Linked DNA regions of Oryctolagus cuniculus: region 1 is linked to region 2. The links are chromatin contacts, called in public Micro-C maps. All regions are on one chromosome and are shown on one strand. The core of a region is the stretch at or near the end of the contact, and the rest is flanking DNA. Distances in the headings are between cores, read along the strand shown. Region 1 holds the start of INTS7 (integrator complex subunit 7). Region 2 holds the start of NEK2 (NIMA related kinase 2).

The links. A called contact is a pair of places that touch in the nucleus more often than the background predicts.
Region 1: a contact with region 2 is called in a Micro-C map of ear pinna, with 6 times the contacts expected there. The contact joins the promoter of INTS7 here to the promoter of NEK2 in region 2. A contact is called at or near these places in 3 of 6 Hi-C or Micro-C datasets (ear pinna, psoas muscle and an unstated tissue).

Annotation. Positions count from the first base shown.
Region 1 is chr13:26,549,253-26,556,173 of mOryCun1.1, forward strand. INTS7 (integrator complex subunit 7) reads right to left here and starts at 4,279. Exons shown (of 20, transcript XM_002717529.5): 1 at 3,954-4,279. The coding sequence starts at 4,047. It overlaps DTL (denticleless E3 ubiquitin protein ligase homolog), which reads left to right and starts at 4,205. Exons shown (of 15, transcript XM_002717528.5): 1 at 4,205-4,555. The coding sequence starts at 4,504.
Region 2 is chr13:26,250,987-26,257,847 of mOryCun1.1, forward strand. NEK2 (NIMA related kinase 2) reads right to left here and starts at 3,704. Exons shown (of 8, transcript XM_002717530.5): 1 at 3,475-3,704; 2 at 2,487-2,704; 3 at 1,336-1,576. The coding sequence starts at 3,570.

The DNA of each region.
Region 1 (6,921 bases), core at 3,029-5,528, 300 kb after region 2:
TGTGGTCCACTACTGGGCTCCAAAACACAACATATAATCCTAAGATTTCAAAACTGAGGGGCTTAGGCTGCAGCATGGCTACTCTCTGGTAGCCTTCAAACTATTCTCTGGATCCTCTCCAGCCAACACTGGCACTGCCTGTTAGCACTCTGGATCTCTACTATGTTGATTAAACCATGTCTCCAAGAACCTCTCACTCAGTTACAACTCAAACTTTGACTACATAGAGGTCTGCTTCCTACCAAGTGAGCGATTAGACTTTTTGATCACCTCCTTGTTTTAATCACACAAAACAATCTCAAAATTATTATAAAGTAACTATCTACTGCCTAAAAATTGGTAATTGCACAGCCTTAATTCATACTAAGAGCAGAAATAGGAACTAAAATGACAGTTAAAGCAAGTAATAAGGCACTAATAAAAGGGCATCCTTCCTACCAATTTCAGGAGTTGTCTGTAAATATACATGGTAAGAGGCACATAATACTGTATGCAATGTGTAGGCAGATAGAATACTGATTTAGAATCCTAAACCAAGTGATTTTAGTTTATGAATACCAACTTGTAGGAATATTTAATGGCTTGCTTTATAAATTACAATAGTAGATCTTAGCCATACATAAGAGTAAGTACTGTTTTCTAAGACTGAAGAAAAGCCAGGGAATTTTTGGATCAGTTCATGGTCCAAAAAGAGATCACCAACCATACTTGGTGCTCTTTCTAACACAGTTTTTATGTAGCTTTAAATTGCAAAAAGTCTGACTTTGGCTTCAATTCTACATTATTCTACAGGGCTACTTCTCAACACTGTCAAGAACTAAGTTTGGTTTTGTAGTAGTGATTTTCAATAGAAAGAATTAGATTCAGTGAGTGTCAAATGCCCACTCCTGAATCTGTTACACAGCATGGAATTAGTCATTCTCTTCAAGAGGTTTTATGGCGATACTTCCAGAAAAGCCCCACCTTTGTTTATCATAACCAACTGCATTTCTGCCAACGTGGATACTGTAATAGCAATGTGTGGTCTTCTGCACAGACAATTTAGCTGTTCTAGAAAACAGGTGAGGTGATGGCATAATGACTTGTATCACCTTTCTATCTCAAAATTTCCATAAGCACACCATTGAGCTTTCTGTGGAGCACTGAGTTTGACAGGAGCTCTAGTGGCAACTCTGCTGGCCCTGCACCAGCGGCGACAAAGGCAGTAAGAGCTACCACTCTCTTCTCCATTGGGGTCACTTGAACATTCCAAGGCCACCCTTGCAGAAAGCAGATAAGCTGGGTGATATCATTTCAGAGATTCCTCTTCCCCAGGGTGAAAGAGATCTTGCCTAAGTTTTCTCAAATCAGGATAAAAATGCTTTGACTAAGAAGTTACATTAGTGAGAAAGTTTGAGACATGTCCTTTATAATGCCTGCAGTGGGTACCAACGATTATCTCCATTCTGAAATGTGTCAGGTAAATGTAACTTGTATTTGATCATACTAGTGTTGTTTGCTTATATGCTTGGTTTTCACAAAGTTTAGTGGGCAAGGCTATCAGCTTGTAATTTTCAATGTCCTCCCACTGCACTTCTTGTCCTGACCAAGGTCATGTTTGACCTAGCTCTGTCTCCCACATCTGAATTTGAGTTCCTTTTTTTTTTTTTAAGAGCTATTTATTTGAAAGGTAGAGTGACAGAGAAGGAGCAAGAGACAGATCTTCCTAGGTTTACTCCCCAAATGGTTATAACACCAGGTCTGGGTCAGGCTGAAGCCAGGACCTTAGAACTCCATCTGGGTCTCCCACATGGGTAGCAGGGGCCTAAGTACTCGGGCCATCACTGGCTGCCTTCTCAGGTGTATCAGCAGGGAGACGGACTGGAAGCAGAGCAGTGTGGGACTCAAACCAGTACTCCAGATATGGAACGCCAGAACAGCAAGCAGTGGCCCAAGCAGCCACGTCACAACACCGGCCCTGATACGTGAGCTCCTTAAAGTTGTCTTGCGCACTGATACAGCCCAAACTCTGAGTACAATGCCTAACACAATGTAGGTGGTCAGTAAATATTTGTTGAATGAAAGAAAAGCTGTTACATGAATGATTCCTTTCCTGTGTTACCAACTATATCCTGAAGGAATGAAATTAAGTCAGCTTTAAAATAGCATTCATTTAGTCCCACAGAGATCAAAAACAATTTGTGGGACAGGCACTGTGGCATACTGGATAAAGCTGTCGCCTGCCGTGCTGGCATCCCATATGGCACTGGTTTGAGTCCACTTCTGATCTAGCTCTCTGCTAATGTGCCCAGGAAAGCAGAAGATGGCCCAAGTCCTTAGGCCCCTGCTCCCACATGGGAAGCCCAGAAGCAGCTCTGGGCTCCTGGCTTTGGCCTGGTCCAGCCCCAGTTGTTGCAGCCATTTAGGGAGTGAATTAGTGGATGGAAGACCTCCCTCTGTCCTTCCGTCCATCTGCCTGTTAGCTCTGCATTTCAAATAAATAAATAAATCTTAAAAAAAAAAAAAAAGAGAGAAAGATGTCTTAAAAGGATTAAAAAAAAAAAAAAAAAAAGAGGAGCCAGCGATGTAGACCAGTTGGACCGATGTGCTAGAGAACATCTTCAGTTTAAAAAAGGGAGGGGCCTCAAAAAGTCATCAAGAGAGCTTGGAAGGGGCTTCAGATGGACTTAAAGGGATCCTTCTGGGGCCAGTGCTGTGGTGCAGAGGGTTAAGGCTCTGGCCTGAAGCACTGGCATCCCATATGTGCACCGGTTTGAGACCCGGCTGCTCCTCTTCCCATCCAGCTCTCTGCTATGGCCTGGGAAAGCAGTAAGAAGATGGCCCAAGTCCTCGGGCCCCTGCATCCCCATAGAACACCCGGAAGAGGCTCCTGGCTCCTGGCTTCGGAGTGGTGCAGCTCTGCCCGTTGTGGCCAGTTGGGGAGTGAACCATCGGATGGAAGACTTTTCTCTCTCTTGGCCTCTCCTCTCTCTGTGTAACTCTTTCAATTAAATAAATAAATCTTAGGAAAAAAAAAAAGGATCCTTCTGACTTCCAGTCCAGTTCTATGATAATACACGGGCTACACATAATCCAATATTAAGTGTACATCAGCTGATAAAATACTTCCCCTATGCAACAGAAGTCCTTGAAGTATACTGAATCATAGGGTCCATGTTCATACTCGAGTTCTTCACTAATAAATATTCGCCTTGCCTCCTATATTCACATCTATACAGAAAAGCGTACCTCTTCAGCATTTAATAAATGCTTCTTTTGCATACAATTATATCACTTAATAATTACAAATCTCTCCAGCTCAGTGGCACTGGACCCACTTTGCAGACAGTAAGTCGAGGCTAGGTGCAGTTAGGTGACTCGTCCAAGATCCCAAAATGAGCAGAACTGAAATTCAACTCAGTAGAACCCCAAAGTTCCTTCTACTACGCCAAGCTGCCCCCTGTAAGGAAACCGAACTCATGCAACTTGTGTCCAGGGAATGAGCACAGGCCATGCTTTTCGGGTGATCTTGGTCATTTTTAACCTACCTTGTAACCCGCAGGCCACAGAGCTGCGGAAATCAAAGAGCTACAAAGTCAGTGCCAAAGTCGTGATGAAGACCTGGTCGCAACTGCAAGCACTCAAGAATATTTTCACAATTTCAACCTGGTGTTTTTAGGAACTAGCCACTTTCGCTGTTTGGAAAATCGGGGGACTGTGCCCTCAAGCGGTCAAAACGGGACCCCCACTAGAGCTCGCTGCTGGTTCAGCGGACGCAAAGTCCATCAGGCGACCCTGCAGTTCTCCTGCAGGATCCGGAGATCGCCAAAGCCCTGGCCCCAGAAAAGCTTAGGCGCCGCCCGCCCAGCGAGGCTGCGCGCATGCGCCTTCCCAGCCCCTCCAGAGGCTGCCACCACCTGGCGGCGCCACTTCCCCCACGCCCGGTCCCCCGCTCAGCCCGCTCTTTCGAATACCTTTGTCCAATTCCATAAGAGCAGAGTTAGCATCCAGTTCCTGTTCGCCATAGCCGGCATCTGCCAGGAATGACTTAGTTGAGTTTGACGCCATGACTCGAATAGTTACTCGACTAGCCCAGTCAGACAGATCACAAACTCTGCCCCAGCACCGCCATCTTCTCCTGCCGCCTTCTCGCGGATTTTTCCTCCGCGCTCTGTCAAGCCGTGCCACGCATGCGCCCCGGTCACCCCACGGTTCGCCGGCGCCTCTGCGGCCCCCCGCGCAGGCGCTCAGGGAGCTCCCGAACCCTAGGTTCCCGCGGCTGGGAGAAAAGGAGGCGGGGATTCCAAGGGGGAAGTGACTCTGAGACGGCCGGACGCCGCCCCGGGAGCCAATCAGAGCGTGTGACGTCAGTTTGGCGCGGAGTTTGGCGGCCGGGGCTCCCAGTGGCGGGAGTTGGAGGCAAAAACGAGTCGCGTTGCGAGGGGCGCAAGCTACGGCTTCTGCGGGGCTTGGGGGGGCGTTTTCACGGCTTTTCTCTCACTTGAGTCTCTTCCTTCGGCCCTCATGCTCTTCAATTCGGTGCTCCGCCAGCCCCAGCTTGGCGTTCTGAGGAATGGTGAGTAACGGTCTTCAACCGCTGCTGCTCGCTGGCGGGATTCCTCCCCCCAAACACACGCCGCCTTGGATCGGGGCCGACTCCAGCCCTAGGTCCCCGCTTTCGAGTTCTCCCACGGCGGGACGGGGTTGGTGTTCGCGAGGAGTGCCGAAGAAAGCGGGGCGTGCGTTCCTGCAGGACATTTTTGGTCGCGAACGGGCGTTTTGCATCGTGGTGTAGGCCGAGGGAAGGAGGGACGGAGGCCGGCCCTTATGGCTTACGTCTATATTGCGCGTTAACTGGGAAAGGCATGCCATGTGTTCTCTCAGCAGCTCCGTGAGACCGTCCAGGCTCGGATCCATTAGTTAGCCCGTTAGTTCGTGGTAGAACCCTAGAGAACCCCACTATTTGTGATCGCAGCGGACGTGAGCGCTGCGGAGGACCTCGATCGGGCAGAGAGGACAGGACATCTGCTCTCCGCCGGGTCGAAATGCAGCCTCCCCCCCTTTCCACACAGCCATAAAAATTCCGAACTGTAGCGTCCAAGATGCCCATAACCACGTCCCCCGGGGACGGCCGCGGTTAATAGGTTGAAGTATATTATTCTAGATTTGTTGGATGTCCGGAAAGAAATATTTTCAGAAATGAAATCAAAACGTTTTGTTTTTCTTTTTAGCAGCGTTAAGTTGTCCCTATTCCCGTGTCCGCCTGTAGAAATCCAGCTCATTTTCTGCAGTTCTCTAGGTTATAAGAGTTAAATCACTGGCACAAGGAGATTTGAGCTTAGGTTTGGGTATCATCGACCTGAAATTTTTGATACTTTTCTGAAATAGGGGTTAACTCTCTAGACTAACCCGGGACGGAAATGAAATCTCATTTTTTTTAGAAGTGTGCAATACCCAGAGGTCCCCCTGCCCATGGTAACCATGTGGAAAAGACAAAGATAAAGGAAAGACTGAGAAAGGAACTTTTTATTTAAGGAATGGGTCTCAAAATGGATGTTGATAAGACTGAAGAGTGATTGCCTGCACTTCCTGCTCCAGATCTAAAACTATCCTGCTTTCCCTCTTGCCTCTGAGCTAACCTTTGTGGTTGCACTCTAAATCCTTCTCTCTCTGTCTCTCCTAGGAACTTGCTGAACACCTCTCTGTCCTCTGTGTCTCGGAGGGCTGTGCAGCACGGTGGTTAAGAATGCGATTGTCTTTGGAGTTAACTGCCTGGGTTTTAATTACAACTCCACTCCTTACTTTTCGTGTGACCTGGGGCAAACTATTGAGCCTCTATTTTGTGACAGATTTTCTCCTAATTCTCCAATACATCTGTCTACTTTTTCTCCTTCCTCTCCTATTCACGAGTACTCATTCATTGTTAATGTGGTAAGCACTAAAATTCACTCATTATGTGTTGCCCATTTAAATATTCAGTTACCTTCTCCTTATCCTTAAATGTTAGTGTTCCATCCTTGGCCCCTTTTGCCTATTGCCATAGGTAATCACAGCCATAACTAGGACTTCTTAAACTAGTACGTATAACCTTTAATCTCCTACCTATATTTTAGATTCATTTCTAAAAAAGCTGTATGGGTTGTGCCCCCCCACTTTGTGGCTCCTGTGAGCACCTGAAATGCAAATTCCCAAAACCAAACATAATTTGCCTTCTGAACCTTCTGTGTGACCTACAGGAGTAGCCCCATTGTTTTAAAAGAGGAATTGGAATTTTTATCACAAGTTTAAATAGATGCTAAGAACATGATTTGTGGCTATATTGTGAGTACTGACATCTTAAAAATACTAACTCTTCTAAATTTATCTGGTAGAATGAATACTGATTTAATAATCACATCATCTGTTTAAAAATATGAATAAACTCTTCCTTAACTGCAGAATATTCTATGCAGTTGCTTTTTTCTCTTGAAGTTATTTCTACTGTATTTCTCCTACAGAACTTAACCTAATATAAGTTGTTGTATACTTGAAAAGTCCTTTTACTGATAATCCTGTCTTGTCCTTCTGTGTCCAAAAGTACATTTAAATTGCTGTTTTCTGTTATCATAATGCTTTAATGTTAAATGTTTCTCCTGGGTTTAATTTTCATTACAGTTTTTAGTATGTGATTGATAAAAACAATATATGATCAGTTTTGATGAATAATTATTAAAAAGTAACTTTTATTGAAATTACATGTTTTAAAGGTGGATTTGGGTGTTTGTGGTGCTATTCTTAAATAAATGATCCAGTTATCTCAGGTGGGATACCAGAAGGCTTTTGGTTTTACTTAAAAATATTTAATTGATACCTAGGAGTTTTTATACCTTGAGTCAGTGTAAGGTATATAGTTGGGAAATGGAGAATGCCTTTTTTTTTCTTTGTTAAAGGAAATGATGAAGG
Region 2 (6,861 bases), core at 2,454-4,953:
ACCATTGGGCGGAAGAGCTCTCTCTGTCACTCTGCCTTCCAAACAAATCAATCAATCTTTCTTTTAAAAAAGCCATGAGGCAGTATCCAATGATAACCACAAACTGCTCATACCCTGACCTCCATGATTTCATTTTATGAGCTACACGCCAAGGAAATAATCAAAAAGGAAGAACGATTAACTCATGCAAAGATGAGTACAGCCTCGCTCCCTAGACCGGTGAGTGAGTTTGGAAGCCAAACATCCAGCCATTCAGGCAACACAGAAAGAACACACTGGAAAAGTTCACTGTGACGGCGTGCTGCCTGCCGTGAGAGGGGCTGCGTGCCTCCTGAGACTCCTGCACAAGAACCCATCCAGGGCCGGCGCCGGGGCGTAGTAGGCCTGGGAAAGCAGTGGAAGATGGCCTAGATGCTTGGGCTCCTGCACCCACTTGGGAGACCTGGAGGAATCTCCTGGCTTCGGATTGGCCCGACTCTGACCATTGTGGCCATTTGGGGAGTGAACCGGCAGATGGAGGCCCTCTCTCTGTAACTCTGCCTCTCAAATAAATACATAAATTAAAAAAAAAAAAAAAAGAATCCATCCAGAGAGTCTGTTAAAACGCAGATTCCAAGGGCCTCCCCACAGGCCTTGAATTCACTGCATATTTTAGCAAACACGCCAAGTGAGTCTGATTCCAGCATCCAGGACCCACACTTTGGGAAATGTTGCCCTTGAGGGCAGAGACAAAAACCTATTTCATCTTTGTAATTCCAGAGTTTAGCACAGAGCATAAAGTTCCATAAAAGCAGCCGGCGCCGCGGCTCACTAGGCTAATCCTCCACCTGCGGCGCCAGCACACTGGGTTCTAGTCCCGGTCGGGGCGCAGGATTCTGTCTCGGTTGTCCCTCTTCCAGGCCAGCTCTCTGCTGTGGCCAGTGAGCGCAGTGGAGGATGGCCCAACTACTTGGGCCCTGCACCCCATGGGAGACCAGGATAAGTACCTGGCTCCTGCCATCGGATCAGTGCGGTGCGCCGGCCGCAGCGGCCATTGGAGGGTGAACCAACGGCAAAGGAAGACCTTTCTCTCTGTCTCTCTCTCTCTCACTGTCCACTCTGCCTGTCAAAAAAAAAAAAAAAAAGTTCCATAAAAGCTCGAGTTGAACTACTAACCTACAGGAACTTAATGGTCAGGTGGCTCATCGGGAAAAATGTAAACTTCAAAATAAATAACATTATTAATTTTGGGCTATTAGATATTACTAAACAAACAAACCAACAGACTGAATGTCCTTGCGTTTGGACATTTAGCATTCAGATGGTCAAAAAGTCACAAAATTCAGGGGTACTCACAGGAGACATGTAATAAGGTGTCCCAACAAAGGTCTTTGCAAAACTCGTATCGTGGTTTAATATCCTCGCTAGCCCAAAGTCTCCAAGCTTGACGTTTTGCTTGCCATCCAGGAAAACGTTGGCTGGTTTCAGGTCCCGATGCAGCACAGTGTGGCCGCCGTCACTTCGCCGGTGACACTCTTTTAGGGCCAGCGTCAACTGAGTCATCACTCGAAGAACAAAGTCTTCATCTAAGTACTGTCTGAAAGCAAAGCAGTTACACAGCATGGAATTCTGGGATCGTTACAAGGATGGGACGGGATGCAGTGGATTATCTGGCTTTTAATGTGGACGAATGGGGCACGATGTTATATTTTTTAAAGATTTATTGCATAGTGGGTTAAAGCCCCAGCCTGCAGTGCCGGCACCCCACATGGACGTCAGTTCAAATCCTGGCTGCTCCTCTTCCAATCCAGCTTTCTGCTATGGCCTGGGAAGGCAGTGGAAGATGGTCCAAGCCCTTGGGGCTCCGTACCTGTGTGGGAAACCTGGAAAAAACTCCTGGATCCTGGCTTCAGATCAGCTCAGCTCTGGCTGTTGCAGTCATTTGGGGAGTGAACCAGCAGAATGGAAGACCTCTCTCTGGCTCTACCACTTTCTGCAACTCCGTCTTTCAAATAAAGTAATTCTTAAAAAAAAATTTATTTTATTTGAAAGGCAGAGTTACAGAGAGAGAGGAGACAGAGAGAGGTCTTCCATTCCACTGGTTCACTCCCCAAATGGCTACAACAGCCAGGGCTGCGCCAGGCTGAAGCCAGGAGCCAGGAGCTTCCTCCAGGTCTCCCATGTGGGTGTAGAGGCCCAAGGACTTGTGCCATCCTCCTCTTCTTTCCCAGGCACATTAGCAAGGAGCTGGGATCAGAAGTGGAGCAGCAGCCAGGACTCCAACCAGTACCCATATGGGAGGCCGGTAGCGCGGGCGGCGGCTTATCCCATCATGCCACACACTGGCCCCGGGGAAAATGTTATTTTGATGTGAAACCTGGGTGTTGAGCCATGCCAGGAATTTCCTAAAATACCATGGACTCACAAAATACAAGAAGTCTTCCACTATCACAAGATGCTTAACAGAAACGCGAGCAGGCCCACGTCAGCTGCCAGTTCCAGATTACCTCTCCTTGGTTCCCTTGGCAATCACGCTCGCCAGGTCCCCTCCTTCGCAGTACTCCATCACGATGTACAGAGTCGTGTTGGTTCGGTCGATGATGCGGTCATAGTAGCGCACGATGTTCGGATGCTTCAGCTCGCGAAGCAGATTCACTTCAGATACAAGCATCTGCTTCTCAGCCTCTGTCATGGAGCCATAGTCAAGTTCTTTCCAAACTAATATCTGGAACCAGAATGGCCAAGGTCTGAATAAACTTCCCATTCTTTCAAAAAGAATTAAAGCGCCAACATGTGAAGAACTCACCTCCCTTTAAAATATAGCCTACAAAAGCCAAGGTCATTATCATCTAATTTAGTGCAATAAAGGTAGAGTCCTGTGTTGCCATCCTCAACCTTTCTCCAGCTTTTGAGCAGTGAAAGATGCTTTGCAGGTTGGGGGTCGGGGGGAGAGAAGGGGGTGCACTAGGCCTCCCACCTCGCCCCTATGAGCTGTCCGTGGGAGGATGGCAAAGCCCCTGAGCATTGCGACTGGTCACGCTTTCCCAGGGCTCAGCAGCGGGCAGTTTCCCCGGCAACGTCTCCTTCTGTACAAGATCCACCTACACACATCGGGAAACGCCCACCCCCAAATCCGGAGAATTGCTATTATTTAAATGATATGTAAATGTCAGGTTCCCTTGGTCCCAAGAGGGTCAATCTTCTCCACAAACAGCTCAGGGGTCAGCTGCCTGTCACCAAAGGGAAGCCCTTGGCAGGTCAAAGCAGGAGAAAGGGAGGAAAGGGGAGAAGAGGGGACACGATGGGAAAAAAATTATATATATATTTTTCAAAGGACGAAGTCTCCCGCCCCGCAGGACAAGCTGTCAGCGCACGCCTGGAGAGAGGGCTGAACCTTCCCGGCGCCCAACAGCCTCGGGCCCCGCGGATCCCCGGGGCGGCCCCGGGCGGACGAAACCTCCGCCGGGGCGGGGACAGGGAAGGGCCCGCGCTCACCTTGCCGTCGCTCTTCCTCCGGACCTTCTGGCAGCGGCCATAGGAGCCCGTGCCAATGGTGTACAGCACTTCGTAGTCCTCCACCCGGGACGGCATGGCCGAGCCCGTCGCCGGACTCGCGCTCCCCCCGGCAGGTCGCGCCGCGGCCACAGAGCTGAGGCCAGCACCCCGGAGAACCCCCCCAGGCTGCCCCGACCCGCTCCCCGGCCTTCGGCCCGGTTTAACCGTCGCGGGCCCGGATCTCGCAATCTATTGGTGGACGCCGAGGTCTCTTCGTCCCTCTGATTGGCTGAGACGATCACAACACCCTAGGCATCCTGGGAAAAGTGTGTCGCTAGGCAACCGCGTCGGCTTCGCCTTCAGCGTGGACTTCCTTCTAGGGGAGGAGGGGGCGGAGCTAAACCAAAGGAAGGGCTAGGGAAAGAAAACGCGGAAGGCAGGTGGGTCTTAGCAACAATATCCCTCCGGTTGAGATCGCCTAGGTAACCGAGGTTCGGGACCTTTCCAGAGACCCTCAACCAACTGCCTTCTGACCTTTGCACTCTGACCCCTCGCGACTCCTCTGGTACCCTGAATCTGGGCGGGGCCGCGCTGGAGACTGAGTACAAAGGGGAACCGAGCTGTTCTCGGAAGGAGTCACAGCTTCCGCTGCGGCAGGACCGCCCGAAGTCCCCGCGTGGCGTCCACAGCGCCCTGGGGAGCGGGAATTCGCATCCCTGCTGTTTCCCAAGCCCGGGAGGCGGAAACCCCTTGCTTCAGGCCCAACAGCCGAGATCAGACCCATCAGCACAAAAACAGTGGCTGCTCCTGGTGTTGACTTCGGCCTCGCGCGTGGCCTGGTGGAGGGACGAGCAGCGTGCAGGCCTGTTCCACACGCAGACGTGCACAAACCTGGGGGAGAGGTCGGAAGTCCCTGATGCGTGGGGGGAGCCATGCATATAGTGGCTCTGAGGCAGGCGCAGCTTCCTACCAAAAATTATTTTAAAATTATTTTTAAAAATTATTTTAAAAGAAGCTACTAAATAGGTTTTCTGGGTTCCAGTATTAAGTATTCTCAACTGAGAATACTTAATGAGCCACGGTAGGGCACCCGCAGAAGTGAGCATTCTCAGCTCTCCCAGCCCAGTGAAACTGTCCCAGAGTCCCAGCGAGGGCTGGGTCGGGGAGCATTGAAGCCAATGCGTGGCAGTGTGTAAGCAGGTCAAGATTCTTTAGATATCTGTTCAGTATGGTGTGGAAAGGAGCTTATGGTAGGTGAGCAATAAATATTTGCTGATACGCTTTGCCTAGGAGCTGCTCTCCAGGCTCCTGGGATGCCTGCATCACAAATCAGTGTCCCAGGTGGAGTCCCTGCTACTCTGTTTCTGTTCCCACCCAGGTGGGAGACGCAGAGGGAGTTCCTGGCCCCTGGTTTCAGCTTGGCCCAGCCCTAGCTCTTGTGGGCATTTGGGGAGTGAACATGTGGATGGAAGATCTGTCTCTCTCTCTCTCTCTCTCTCTATCTCTCTCTCATTGTCACCCTGCCTTTCAAACAAATAAAAATAAAAAAGCTTAAAAATAAAATTGGAGAAAGCTGTTTATTAAGAACTATGCAAGGATTTGGAGGGAGCCTCAGATACTCGGTTTTCCAATGCCCTTTGCTCTATGGCGGAGACAAAATATTTGGGAAGGAGTCATTCCAGGAGTGGAATGTGGCCTGTAGGCACTGCTCATCCAGAAAATATTTGTTGAGTCCTTACTATGAAGCAGGTATGACAGGCATTGATATGCTTGGTGTTTGCTTACAAAGAGAGAGTGGAGCCACAGTGACCACAATAAAGGGTGGTGGAGGCATGACATGACAAAATGCTAACGACTGGTCAACAGTCGCCCCTCATTTCTGGATGGGGGAAGGGCAGAACTGCCCCAGAACCCTCTAGACCCCGGGATAGAGACATCGGTGACTGAGGATCAGGTGGGCGTCCAACAGGAACGTGTTACATTCCCATGCCCTTATTGCTTCCTGTCTCCATAGCCCATCAACTCTTGGTAATATTTATGTATTTATTTGAAAAGCAAAGACAGAGACAGAGATCTCCCATTTGCTGATTCACTCCCCAAATTCAAATACTTGCAATAGCTGAGGCTGGGCAGGAGCTGGGAACTCAGCCTGGGCTTCCCGTGTGCATGGCAGGAATCTGACTGCCTGCTTCCCTGCGGGGTAGGCCCTAAGTCCAGGCTGGGACCAGGAGCAGAGGCAGGACTTGGCAGCAGGCACTCCGGTATGGGACGCATACCCTGCGTCCCAAGTGGTCCCTTCACCACTATGCTGAATGCCCGCCCCTCCAGCCATTCCTCAAGATTCAACTCATGCCGTTTCTTCCCTGAAGTTTTGCCAGATTGGCTTTGATCCACTGCTGTCTTCTGGTGATTCCCAAGTCAAGACCGTGCTCCTCACGCACTGAGAACTTGCCGTAGACAATGCTATTAATACTAGCTTCTCCTCCGGGTCCATCTTATCCGCCCTATTACATTAAAAACTACTCCTTCAACAGATATAAATTGAGGCCCTACTGGATGCTGAGGATACCACAGTGGTAGGACAGACTTACAGGGCTGGAGGGTGCAATGTAAGTACACAAAAAAACTCAACCATCACAAATTGTGGTGAGAAATGAGAAGTCAACAAGGAGATTTAGACAGAGAACAAGGGCAGGGGCAGCCCCATGAACCCGGGAACTTCTATGTAATGGCTCTCCCCATGCCTGGAGCCCCATTCACTGCCTACACAGGCGCATCAGTTTTCAATTGCATTTGGTGTAATCTCCAACAAGAGACTATTTGCACTGTGTGTGTGTGTGTGGTTTTTTTTTTTAAAGATTCATTTTATTTATTTGAAAGTCAGAGCTACACAGAGGAGAGGCAGAGAGAGAGAGAGAGAGAGAATCTTCCATCCGATGGTTCACCCCCCAATTGGCTTCAATGACCGGAGCTGTGCTGATCCAAATCTAGGAGCCAGGAGCTTCTTCCAGGTCTCCCACGCAGGTGCAGGAGCCCAAGGACTTGGGCCATCTTCTACTGCTTTCCCAGGCCATAGCAGCGAGCTGGATGGGAAGTGGAGCAGCCAGCCCCTGCACTGTGTTTTCTGCCCCTAATTGCTCTGCTTGAAATACTACTGTGCATCTCACACTTCACAGGTTCAAAGTCAACCTCCTGATCTCTGCCCCAGATAGCTCCTACCCTCTGTCCCCTTCATCTTCCTAGCTCCTTAATGCAGGATATTTTGCTGGCGCCAGTGCGGGGCTGGCCCAGAACTCCCAGCACCTAGAGAGTGCCTGGAACACAGCAGGCACCCACCTAGCATTTGTACATTGAATAAATGAATGGAACAATGAATGAAACAAGCCT